Regions from separate parts of the Sus scrofa genome. Here region 2 is linked to region 1. Evidence: chromatin contacts called from public targeted proximity ligation data. All regions are on one chromosome and are shown on one strand. The core of a region is the stretch at or near the end of the contact, and the rest is flanking DNA. Distances in the headings are between cores, read along the strand shown. Region 1 overlaps SDHC (succinate dehydrogenase cytochrome b560 subunit, mitochondrial). Region 2 holds the start of B4GALT3 (beta-1,4-galactosyltransferase 3).

The links.
Region 2: a contact with region 1 is called in a targeted proximity ligation map of alveolar macrophages. A contact is called at or near these places in 1 of 5 promoter capture datasets (liver), 3 of 47 Hi-C or Micro-C datasets (embryonic fibroblasts, skeletal muscle and subcutaneous adipose tissue) and 2 of 2 datasets of targeted methods (alveolar macrophages and skeletal muscle).

What each region holds. Positions count from the first base shown.
Region 1 is chr4:89,144,651-89,150,165 of Sscrofa11.1, reverse strand. SDHC (succinate dehydrogenase cytochrome b560 subunit, mitochondrial) reads left to right here. Exons shown (of 6, transcript XM_003125659.6): 4 at 2,524-2,585. Among named protein-coding and RNA genes, the nearest start is that of SDHC, 22 kb to the left of the region's middle.
Region 2 is chr4:89,276,204-89,281,718 of Sscrofa11.1, reverse strand. B4GALT3 (beta-1,4-galactosyltransferase 3) reads right to left here and starts at 3,463. Exons shown (of 8, transcript XM_001927348.4): 1 at 3,201-3,463; 2 at 2,229-2,453; 3 at 1,599-1,873; 4 at 815-1,050. The coding sequence starts at 1,860. PPOX (protoporphyrinogen oxidase) reads left to right here. Exons shown (of 13, transcript XR_002343378.1): 13 at 3,462-3,735.

The DNA of each region.
Region 1 (5,515 bases), core at 1,241-3,740:
AATTAGAGTAACGTTTGACTTCATAGCACTAACCATTTTCCATTTAAAAGATCACTAGAATATACATATATTTTATGTGTTAGCTCTTTCAGTCAGGGGATTTAATTCATCTGGCCAGGAGCCCTAAGTGCATTTCGAATGCTAAGTAATGGTTTACAATTTCTCCACTTTTTTTTTTTCAGTTCTCGCAAATCAATATTTGTTCTGTCTTTTTCAGTCTGATAATCATTTTCTTTGACAAATAAAATAGTTGAGCAATCTGCTTTGTACTCGGTCATCCATTAACATAAAATTGTCAATCCCAGTTAGGAGGCTTTCTTTCCCTGAATACAATTTTAAAAGCCCCTTTTTGTTGTCCTTGACGTTTTTGCAAGCCTCAGCTCATTCTGGTTTTTAGTCTCCTGATTCTTCTAATCAAATTATACCATTGTTCTCTTCTTGTCCTTTGTTATGAGGCTCTTCTTCTGCTTTTTGTATTTGTCTTGTTAAGTCTGAGTTAATCAGAGTGGTGTCTAGCCAATTTTTTTGGTTTCTTTAGACATTACTCCTTTCTTACTGTGACCATTTTTATTACATAGAATTTCTTTTTGAGATCTTCTCAACCTGCTTGACTTGTTTCCCTTTAGAGTGTAGAAAGCATGGTCTGATTATGCTCAGCATTCTCTATCTAAGCTGGCTTTCCGGATGAATGTAATGTTAACTTTATCCAAAGACTCCCATTTTTTCCATTTCACTAACCAATTCTCTCTTGAGCATGAGAACTAGGTCCAGAATATAGCAGTGTTTTTCATCCATTGGAAATGCTTTGGCGTATTGACAAATCAGAACATGATTTAAAAAGGGGTTTGATGACAAAATATTTCAAAACTGAGGATTAAGAAACATATACTGGAGTTCCTGTCGTAGCTCAGAGGAAATGAATCTGACTAGCATCCATGAGGATGCAGGTTCAATCCCTGGCCTCGCTCAGTGGGTTACGGATCCAGCATTGCCATGAGATGTGGTGTAGGTTGCAAATGTGTCTCAGATCTGGCGTTGCTGTGGCTCTGGCATAGGCTGGTGGCTACAGCTCTGATTCGACCCCTAACCTGGAAACCTCCATATGCTGCAGGTGCAGCCCTAAAAAGACAAAACCCCATATACTTAAAATTGGATTTTAGGGAGTTCCCGTTGTAGCTCAGCAGAAGTGAATCTGACTAGCATCCATGAGGACGCAGGTTCGATCCTTGGGCTCGCTCAGTGGGTTAAGGATCCAGTGTTGCCATGAGCTGTGGTGTAGTTTGCAGATGCATCTCAGATCTGGTGTTGCTGTGGCATAGGCCAGCAGCTACAGCTTCGATTCAACCCCTAACCTGGGAACCTCCATATCCCTTGGATGTGGCCCTAAAAAGACCAAAAAAAAAAAAAAAAAATTGGATTTTAAATTTGGAATAGGTAGTTTATTAGGGAATGAATGATATGCTCAATATTGTGAGTATATAATAAAATTCATGGATGACTATATTATATGAAATAGTGGATAAATAAAACTCAGGTTTTCTTCTATTTCTGTCTTATGACTAAAGGAATGGAAGGCCCCAGATGGTTGTATTCTAATGATTATTTTCTATTTATGAGATTTTTTTTCCTTCTGGCCACTTTGCAGCATATAGAGTTCCCTGGCCGTGGATCAGATCTGAGTCACAAATCCTTAACCCACTGTGCTGGGCGGGGATGGAACCTGAATCCCAGCGCTCCTGAGATGCCAATGATCCCATTGCGCCACAGCAGGAGCTCCCCTAGTGATTATTTTCAACTGTATGCAACTTTAATTGGTATCTTTGACCCTCACTGTTTCTTCTTAAGAATGGAAGAAAAGTTCCTGGGCCAGGGATCAAACCTGTGCTGTGGTTGTGACCTGTGCCACCGCTGCGACAATGCAGGATCCTTAACTCGCTGTGCCACAAGGGAATTTCTGAGTTTGAGGTTTTTTGTTTTTTTTTTTTTTTTGTGTGTGTTTTTTTTTTTTTTGTCTTTTTGCCTTTTCTTGAGCCGCTCTGGTGGCATATGGAGGTTCCCGGGCTAGGGGTCGAATCAGAGCTGTATCCACCGGCCTATGCCAGAGCCACAGCAATGCGGGATCCGAGCCGCATCTGCTGACCTACACCACAGCTCACGGCAATGCCGGATCGTTAACCCACTGAGCAAGGGCAGGGACCGAACCCGAAACCTCATGGTTCCTAGTCGGATTTGTTAACCACTGAGCCACGACAGGAACTCCCTGAGTTTGAGTTTTAATTGATTCCTCCTCTCAGCTCTATTAATGATGCAGTCTGATAAAAGGGACACTTCTACTTAAATCAGTTTTCTAATTTTCAAATTAGAAATGTGAAACAGGAACTAGAAACAGGAATGTAAAAACTTTGTTTTTGTTTTGTGATAGTTGCCTGGTTCCTAAGTAGTGTGTGTTCTCTTTGCCAAGGTTACTGTATACTATTGTGTCATCTATTGCTTTTTAAATTGCCTTTGTGTGTTTCTTTTCAGCTGGTCTCTTCCTATGGCGATGTCCATTTGCCACCGTGGCACTGGTATTGCTTTGAGTGCAGGTATGTATGTGTGTTTTTAAGCGCACCTGAACACACACACACACACACACACACACACACACACACACACACACTTCATTGACGAACTTTACTATTTCTTTGGCTCCTGGCAGTGCCTCCTTTGCAACCAGGCAACTTGATTTAGAGAAAATGATAAGTCCATTTAAGCTTCTTATTCTTTCTTTAGCAATTAATTATGAGTTCCCACAACGCTTAGATTCTTTTCTTAGCCAATATTTTTTAAGATTTTTATTTTTTCATTATAATTGATTTGCAATGTTCTGTCCATTTCTTTTTTTTTTAAATTTTTTTTTAATTTTATTTATTTATTTATTTTTTGTCTTTTTGCTATTTCTTGGGCCGCTCCCGTGGCATATGGAGGTTCCCGGGCTAGGGGTCTAATCGGAGCTGTAGTCTCCGGCCTACGCCAGAGCCACAGCAACGCGGGATCCGAGCCGCCTCTGCAACCTACACCACAGCTCACGGCAACGCCCAGATCGTTAACCCACCGAGCAAGCGCAGGGACCGAACCCGCAACCTCATGGTTCCTAGTCGGATTCGTTAACCACTGCGCCACGACGGGAACTCCTATTCTGTCCATTTCTACTGTACAGCAAAGTGACCCAGTCATCATACATATATTATATATATATATACATATATATAATATATGTATATATATATACACACACACACATAATCATGATAATCATGTTCCATCACAAGTGATTAGATATAGTTCCCAGTGCTATACAGCAGGATCTCATTGCTTATCCACTCCAAATGCAATAGTTTGCATCTATTAATCCCAAACTCCCAGTCCATCCCACTCCTTCCCCCTTTCCTTTGGCAGACACAAGTCTTTTCTCCAAGTCCATGAGTTTCTTGTCTGTAGAAAGATTCCTTTGTGCCGTATAGTAGATTTCAGATGAAAGTGATATCATATGATATTTGTCTTTCTCTTTCTGACTTACTTTACTTATTATGAAAGTCTCTAGTTCCATCCATTTTGCTGCAAATGGCATTATTCTGTTCTCCTTTATGGCTGAGTCATATTCCATTGTGTATATGTACCATATCTTTTTAATCCGTTCATCTATTGATAGACATTGAGGTTGTTTCCGAGTCTGCACTATTGTGAATAGTGCTGCAGTGAGCATCGGGGGGGGGGGGTGCATGTTTTTCAATGAAAGTTTAGTCAGATATATGCCCAAAGAGTGGGATTGCTGGATCATATGGTAGTTCTGTATGTAGTTTTCTGAGGTACCACCATACTGTTTTCCATAGTAGTTGTACCAATTTATATTCCCACCAACAGTGAAGGAGAATTCCATTTCTCCACATCCTCTCCAGCATTTGTTACTTGTTGACTTGTTAATGATGGCCATTCTGACCTGTGTGAGGTGGTACCTCATTGTAGTTTTGATTTGCATTTCTGTAATAATTAGTGATGTTGAGCATTTTTTTCATGTGCCTGTTGGCCATCTGTATACCACAAATCAAAAACCATTCACAAAAACTAAAAAAAAGACATAAGCATAAAATAAAAGGGAATTATCCAACCAAAAAAAGAAAGGAACAAAGGAGAAACATAGAATCAACTGGAAAACAAGGTTTAAAATGGCAATAAATACATATTTGTCAATAATTAAGTTAAATGTCAGTGGGCTAAATGCTCCAGATTGGATAAAAAAAGCAAGAGCTGGAGTTCCCGTTGTGGTGCAGTGGAAATGAATCTGACTACGAACCATGAGGTTGTGGGTTCCATTCCTGGCGTCACTCAGTGGGTTAAGTATCCAGCGTTTCCGTGAGCTGCAGTGTAGGTCGAAGACACAGCTTGGATTCCACATTGCTGTGGTTGTGACGTAGGCTGGGAGCTACAGCTCCAATTAGACCCCTAGCCTGGGAACCTCCATATGCCACAGGTGTGGCCCTGAAAAGCAAAAAAAAAAAAAAAAAAGCTAGAGTCTACAATATGCTATCCACTAGAGACACACTTTAGGGTGAAGAACACATACAAATTGAAAATGAGGGGATGGATGGAAAAAGATACTTCACGTGAATGGAAAAGATAGGAATGCATGAGTCACAATACTTACATCAGACAAATTAGACTTTAAAATGAAGGCCGTAAAGAAAGACAAAGAAGGACACTATTTAATGATAAAAGGATCCATTCAAGAAGAAGATATTACAGTTGTCAATATATATCTATCCCTAGTATAGGAGCACCCAGATATATACAATAAATACTAACAGGCATAAAAGGAGAAATTAAGGGGAATACAATAATAGTAGGAGATTTTAACACTCCACTCATATCAATGGACAGATCCTTAGCAAATTTTTCAACTATCCCTAGCATGTCCTGATATTGTATTTATTGACATTACAGAGAACAGAGAATTATGATATTGATGGGCTGGGCGACTAAACATGGACCAAACACCGTCCAAGATTAGTCATCATCCTTACTTTTTCGGAACCTCAGTTTTAGCACCCCTTTTTTTTTTGTCACCTAGAATTGATCAGGTGCAAAACATTAACTCATTCCCCAGCCTCAAAAACATCTTGGTTACAGAGTCCCCACTGTGGTATAGCAGTAACGAACCCAACTAGTGTCCATAAGGATGTGGGTTCAATCCCTGGCCTCACTCAGTTGGTTAAGTATCCAGCATTGCCATGAGCTATGGCATAGACTGGCAGCTACAGCTCCAATTCGACCCCTACCCTGGGAACTTCTTGATTACAAACTAGAATATCTATTTATTTACTTATTTATATAATGAAAAACAGTTACAGAGTGAAGTGTATGCTGGTGTTAGTATATCCTTTTCAGGTAGTAAGTTTTTGTTTTTGTTTTATGGCTGCGCCTGCAGCATATGGAAGATCCTTGGCCAGGGACTGAATTTGAGCTGCAGCAGCAGCCA
Region 2 (5,515 bases), core at 2,214-4,713, 130 kb before region 1:
GCATGAAGATGCATAAAAGGGGAAAAGGGAAATCAAAGTGGGATGTGGGACAAGGAGAATGGCAAGAAAGATAACTTCTTTGTTTTTTTCATTCAACAAACATTTTCTTGAGCATCAGTATGTGCCTGACACATGCTACTATTTAGCATGTAATCCTGGCAACCAATAACATGAAACAGGTGGTATATTAGTTATCACTCTTTGCCTCATTTTAGGAGGTTAGGTATCTTGCTCTAGGTTCCATGTGGAACATATGGCAGAACTAGAATTTTAGCCCAAAGCTATCCAACTCTAAATTTGGACAATTCTAAATTCAACAAAGGGAAGATCACAGAAGATTATAGGACAGGAAAAGTCCTATAATCCTATAGTCCTTAAGGAAAAGTATGGAGCTACATGTTGGCAGAGGAGTGCCAGCTCCTTTCCCACATTCAAAAACCTGACTCTCTTGGAGTTCCCTTCGTGGCTCAGTATTTAATGATCCCAAGTAGGACCCATGAGGATGCAGATTCAATCCCTGGCCTTGCTCAGTGGGTTAAGGATCCAGCATTGCCGTGAGCTGTGGTGTAGATTGCTGACGCGACTCAGATCCAGTGTTACTGTGGTTGTGGTGTAAGCCGGCAGCTGCAGCTGCAATTCAACCCCTAGCCTGGGAACTTCCATATGCCACAGGTGTAGCCCTAAAAAGTGGAAAAAAAAAAAAAAAAAAAAAGAAAGCTGACCTTTTAAAATTATTTCATTATATGAGAATGGAATGGAATTTACTTGAGGCTTCCCTATAAGAAAGGTAGGGTGGTGTGGGAATTGGGGGTACCTGGTGGATGACATAGATGCCATAAGCAAGCTGCTGACGCTGCAGGAACGGGTGCAGGTGGTACAGCAGCAGGCGCAGGTGCTGCTCTCGGGCACGGTGGGGCACAATTATGGCTGTTCGGGACCGGGCCTCACACCCTGCAGGGCGGTACCGGCCCCCTGGTTCCACCCGGGGATTCCTCTCCATAATCTCTGCCAGCGACGGCACTGGGCTAAAGGACACGGACACGGGACCCACTGTTGGGAGGGAATGGCAAGGTCAGGGATTAAAGTAACAAGGAGAACTGTCTGTCCCTGGCAGTTGGATTCTGGGGCTCAGCTCCCCCAAGGGCTCACTCACATTGTTTCACAAAGCCTTGAGCTCCCCATCACTGGGACAGCTTTGTAATATCTGGAAGGTGAAGACTCCTTACCTACTTTACCTTCTTATTTCAGGGGTCTATAACTCTCTTCTGCCTCACAAAGTTGGAAACTTACAGTTTGGGGATGGAGAGAACAGGACTTCCAACTAACTAGCTAAACAGGCAGGGGTTGTCTACAAAAGAAACAATCCTAGCCCGAGGCAGGAAGAGCCCATAAACAGGCAAGCAATGGAAAGCTGTGGTTCAACCCAAGAGCCCCGGTGAAACTCCAAATTCAGAGTCCATTCTATCTCACCTCATCCCACCTTCCAATTACATGATCCTCCTGTTCCAGGACCCACTCCTGCCATCCTATGCCTGTCCAAGCCTCCCCATCCCCACACCTTGGTCCTCTCTTTGCTTCAGCCTTGCTTCTGCACTCACCTAAGAGAGGGGATCGTTCTGGACAGTAGGGCAGACCTTGAGGTGCTGGAGGGCCCCCTGGGGCAACAGGGGCCCCATGCAGGTGACTGAGGTTACTGTAGACATCATGGGGATGAGAATAGTCAAAAGTTGGCTCCTGCTCTCGGCCAAATAGGGCACTCAGGCTTCGGAAGCCTCCCAGCGACAGGTACATCATGACGGCCAGCTGGGAGCCCACAAGCAGGGCCAGTGTGCAGGGCCGCTCCAGCAGCCTCCGCAACATCCTGGGTTGAGGTCTGGAGAGAGGGGAGAGTTCCAGGGCAAGCAGGAAAAGAGCAAGCCAGCAGAGAAATCATCGGGTAGGCATAAAGGTGGTGCCAGGGGTAAAGAGGAAAAAGAGGCAAAAAACAAAGTCACAGAAGGAAGCACACAAGTGTATGGAAAGAAATAGTATGTAACCACCAGCAGCCCTACCACCTGTTACTTCCAGCCCCAGTTTCACTTTCCTCCACCCCTTCCTCAAGCCACTCCTACCACCAACTCTCAGTCCCCACCCCCAAGAATGCTTACCTCATTCGTGTCCCAAAGCCATTTCAGAAGACTCTCTGGAGAACCTCCCTTCCAATTTAGAGAGGGGAGAGATAGACTCACCTAGGTTCAAGCGGTCTTCTTCGGGATCATTGGGGCTCCAGGGGGTCCCGGGGGAGCAGAGATGTGAGGCATTATATAAAATTGGAAATATCACAGAGGACAGAGAAAGGCTCCATCCAGCACTCCAACAGCGATCTTGGGACCAGCTGGAACAGAAGTGGTCAAGGATAGCCAGCCACCCGCAGAGCGGCAGAGATCAGGATCTGGGTGAAGCCGGTTTCCCAGCTGGGGAAGCGAGAGAAGGTAGTTGGAGAGAAAAGGGGAGGAGCAGGGGATGCTAGGTTCGCGGCCTCTCCAGCGGTAACCCTATGGTGTGTCAGATTCACTCCTTACTTAACCATCCCCCATCCCAACAGGACCAACCAGTTTGGGGAGTGGGGACAGGGCAGCTATTGGAGACATTACTTTCACTAGGGGGTGAGGCAGTTATAACAGGACTGTGGAATGGTCTCAAGAGAACCCAGGGAGGCGGAGGAAACTCGCTCCTTTCCGTTCTCCACGTTTCTGGGAGCTAGCTCCGCAGGTGCAGGGAGCGTGACCACCTGGGAGCTGCAAGCAAACAACCCCGGAGCGCGGCGGCGAGTAGGATGGGGGTGGCGTCCTCTACCTTCTCCTACATTTACCGGGTCCTAGCGGGGGTGGGGATCAGGATTACGGGTGAAATGAGACAAGGAGAGGGAGGGCTGGGCAGAACCTGTCAGAGGTACCTGGGCTAGATCACCGAGAGGGGCGTGGTCAGTGCTCTACGGAAGGTTACAGTTGCCTTCTCTCGGGGCACCCTCATCCCACCCCAACCTCCCCTTGTGTTTGCGCTACCTTGCAATGTGAGCCCACCGGCCTCGGTCCACACTTGCACCCAGGTTCCCTCCCTGCTCAAGATTGTCTCCAGCCATTATCCAAAACTTCTCACCTTCCCAATCTCCCGAAGCTTTCTCTCGGGCCTCTCACCCCACCATCCCCCAGCCCACCTACCTGGCTTTCTGCTTCCCGTCGTCACTGCCACCCCGACAGCCGGGCAAGAATCGCTGGAGCCATCTTGGAAGCGGGCGCTGCGGGGGCTGGACCTCGCGTCACGGGGCGGGGCCTCGGGTGGAGCCGCCCAGGCGGGCGGATCGCTGGGTCTGTGGACAGCGCGGCCGGAATGAGGCTCGCCAAGGGCTCGACCCCATAGGAACGCGGGCACTTATCCCCACCCGACCGACTCCTAGTGGAGTTCTGTTCTCTACCCCTCAGACTTGTTAAAACATCAGGTCAAACCAGGACCTTCCTCGGGCCGTGACTGACCGACAGGCTGATACATCCGAAGACCTATTCCCCCTTGCTGGACTGAACGCCTTTCCCAGTGTGTCTTCCTCCGCAACGTACTGCCGCTTACTGTCAAAATTGTTTCTCTCTCAGGGTACAATGTTGCAGACTGCTCTGCTCTGGCGCATTTTTGTATCCCCAAGATGTCCCGCAGGCCTTGAAATAGAAGTGGTTAATAAAACAAGGAAATATCGAGTGTGAATGGAAGGGCCTCGTCTGCTTTAATGTAAAAATATTTCCCCATGTATTAGACTAAAATGCACGCTCCACTGATAAGCAATAATGTTTATCTTGTGGTTTCTACTACTCCCTTAGCATACTGTGCTCCTGAGAAGGAGATGTTCACACTGAGGCAACTTGAATATCTCAGTGTCTGCCTCAAAAATCTCGTGGTCTTGTGTGTGGGGGGGGAGTGTAATCAGTATTGTGTGATAAATGTGATAGTCCAGAAGTTGCACCTCATTCACAAGTCGAGGTTTGGGAAAGATTTCCCAGAAGAAGTGATGGCTAATGGGAGACCTGAAGGACTGGTTTATAGCACATCCTTCTGCTTTGTAAGATTTTGTTTCCATGCAGCTGTTTTGTAACTGTGTAGGTACACATGCAAATTCTGTCCTGTCTGATAGAGGTTCATTTGCAGCAGTTATAACATCTGCTAGTTTCCTCATGAGTTAAATAAAATCTTTAACAGGTGTTCGTTTTTACATGTGGATTGAAAAGCTCTCTCCCTGATCAAACTTAGGCTCCTCTGAGCCCTCTTTTCCAACAGACCTCATCCTTAGGCCTATAGCCATTTGTAGCAAGAATCTTACTAAGTCAGTTTAGCAAAAATCTCCTCACCCTTGACTTTGTGATCATCCTGACCTGCCTTTAGCAAGAATTCTAAGTGGGTTTGGTAAGAATCTCCCTACCCTTGATGTATTTTTCCATCCACTGATTCATTCTGCTCCTTGGCTATAAATATCCACTTGCCCTTAATGTATTGGAGTTGAATTCAGTCTCTCTTTGATTGAGATAGTCTTGGCACCTATTGCAAGAGTCCTGAATAAAGTTCTCCTTACCATTTTAACAAGTGTCAGAATAATTTTTTCTTTAACAGGGGAAAGCCATAATTTTACCCTTTTCTGAAAACTTTCTTTTGACAGATGAATAGTGTTCTAGATAGAGGAAACCATAGTGCAAAAGTCTGGAAATGAGAAAGAAATTAGGGAGCTGGGAAAATTAAAAAATGAATCGGTAAGACTAAAGAATGGAGTGAGGGGAATGATGAGCCACGAGACTGAAGAGGTAAATAGGTGCTGGATAATGAAAGACTCCATAAACCATATTAAAAGAGACTGGGTTTTATCCTGAGGGTAAGAGGTTGGCATTAAAGCCCTCTAAACAGAGAGTGCTAGAATGAGAACTTTAGGATGTTTACTCTGGTGGAAACACAGAGCATCATTGGAATGGTCAAGACTGGATGCAGGGATCTGTTTAGGGCGTTACTATAGAAATCCAGGAATAAGGAGTTCCCATCGTGGCTCAGTGGTTAACGAATCCAACAAGGAACCATGAGATTGTGGGTTCGATCCCTGGCCTTGCTCAGTGAGTTAAGGATCCGGCGTTGCCGTGAGCTGTGGTGTAGGTTGCAGTCGCAGCTCGGATCCCAAGTTGCTGTGGCTCTGGCACAGGCTGGCAGCTACAGCTCCGATTGGACCCCTAGCCTGGGAACCTCCATATACTGTGGGAGCGGCCCTAGAAAAAAAAAGACAAAAAGACAAAAAAAAAAAAAAAAAAAAAAAGAGAGAGAGAAAGAAAGAAATCCAGGAGTGAGACGAAACTCATGCAAAATAAGGTAATATCTGTGGGACTAGAGGGAGGAGGACACCTTCGAGAACTTATAGGAGGCAAACGGGACTTGGTGATTGACCAGATGTGCCAAGTCAGGGAGTTAGAAGACTCCAAGATGACTCCCAAAAATCTAATGTGGACCACTGAGT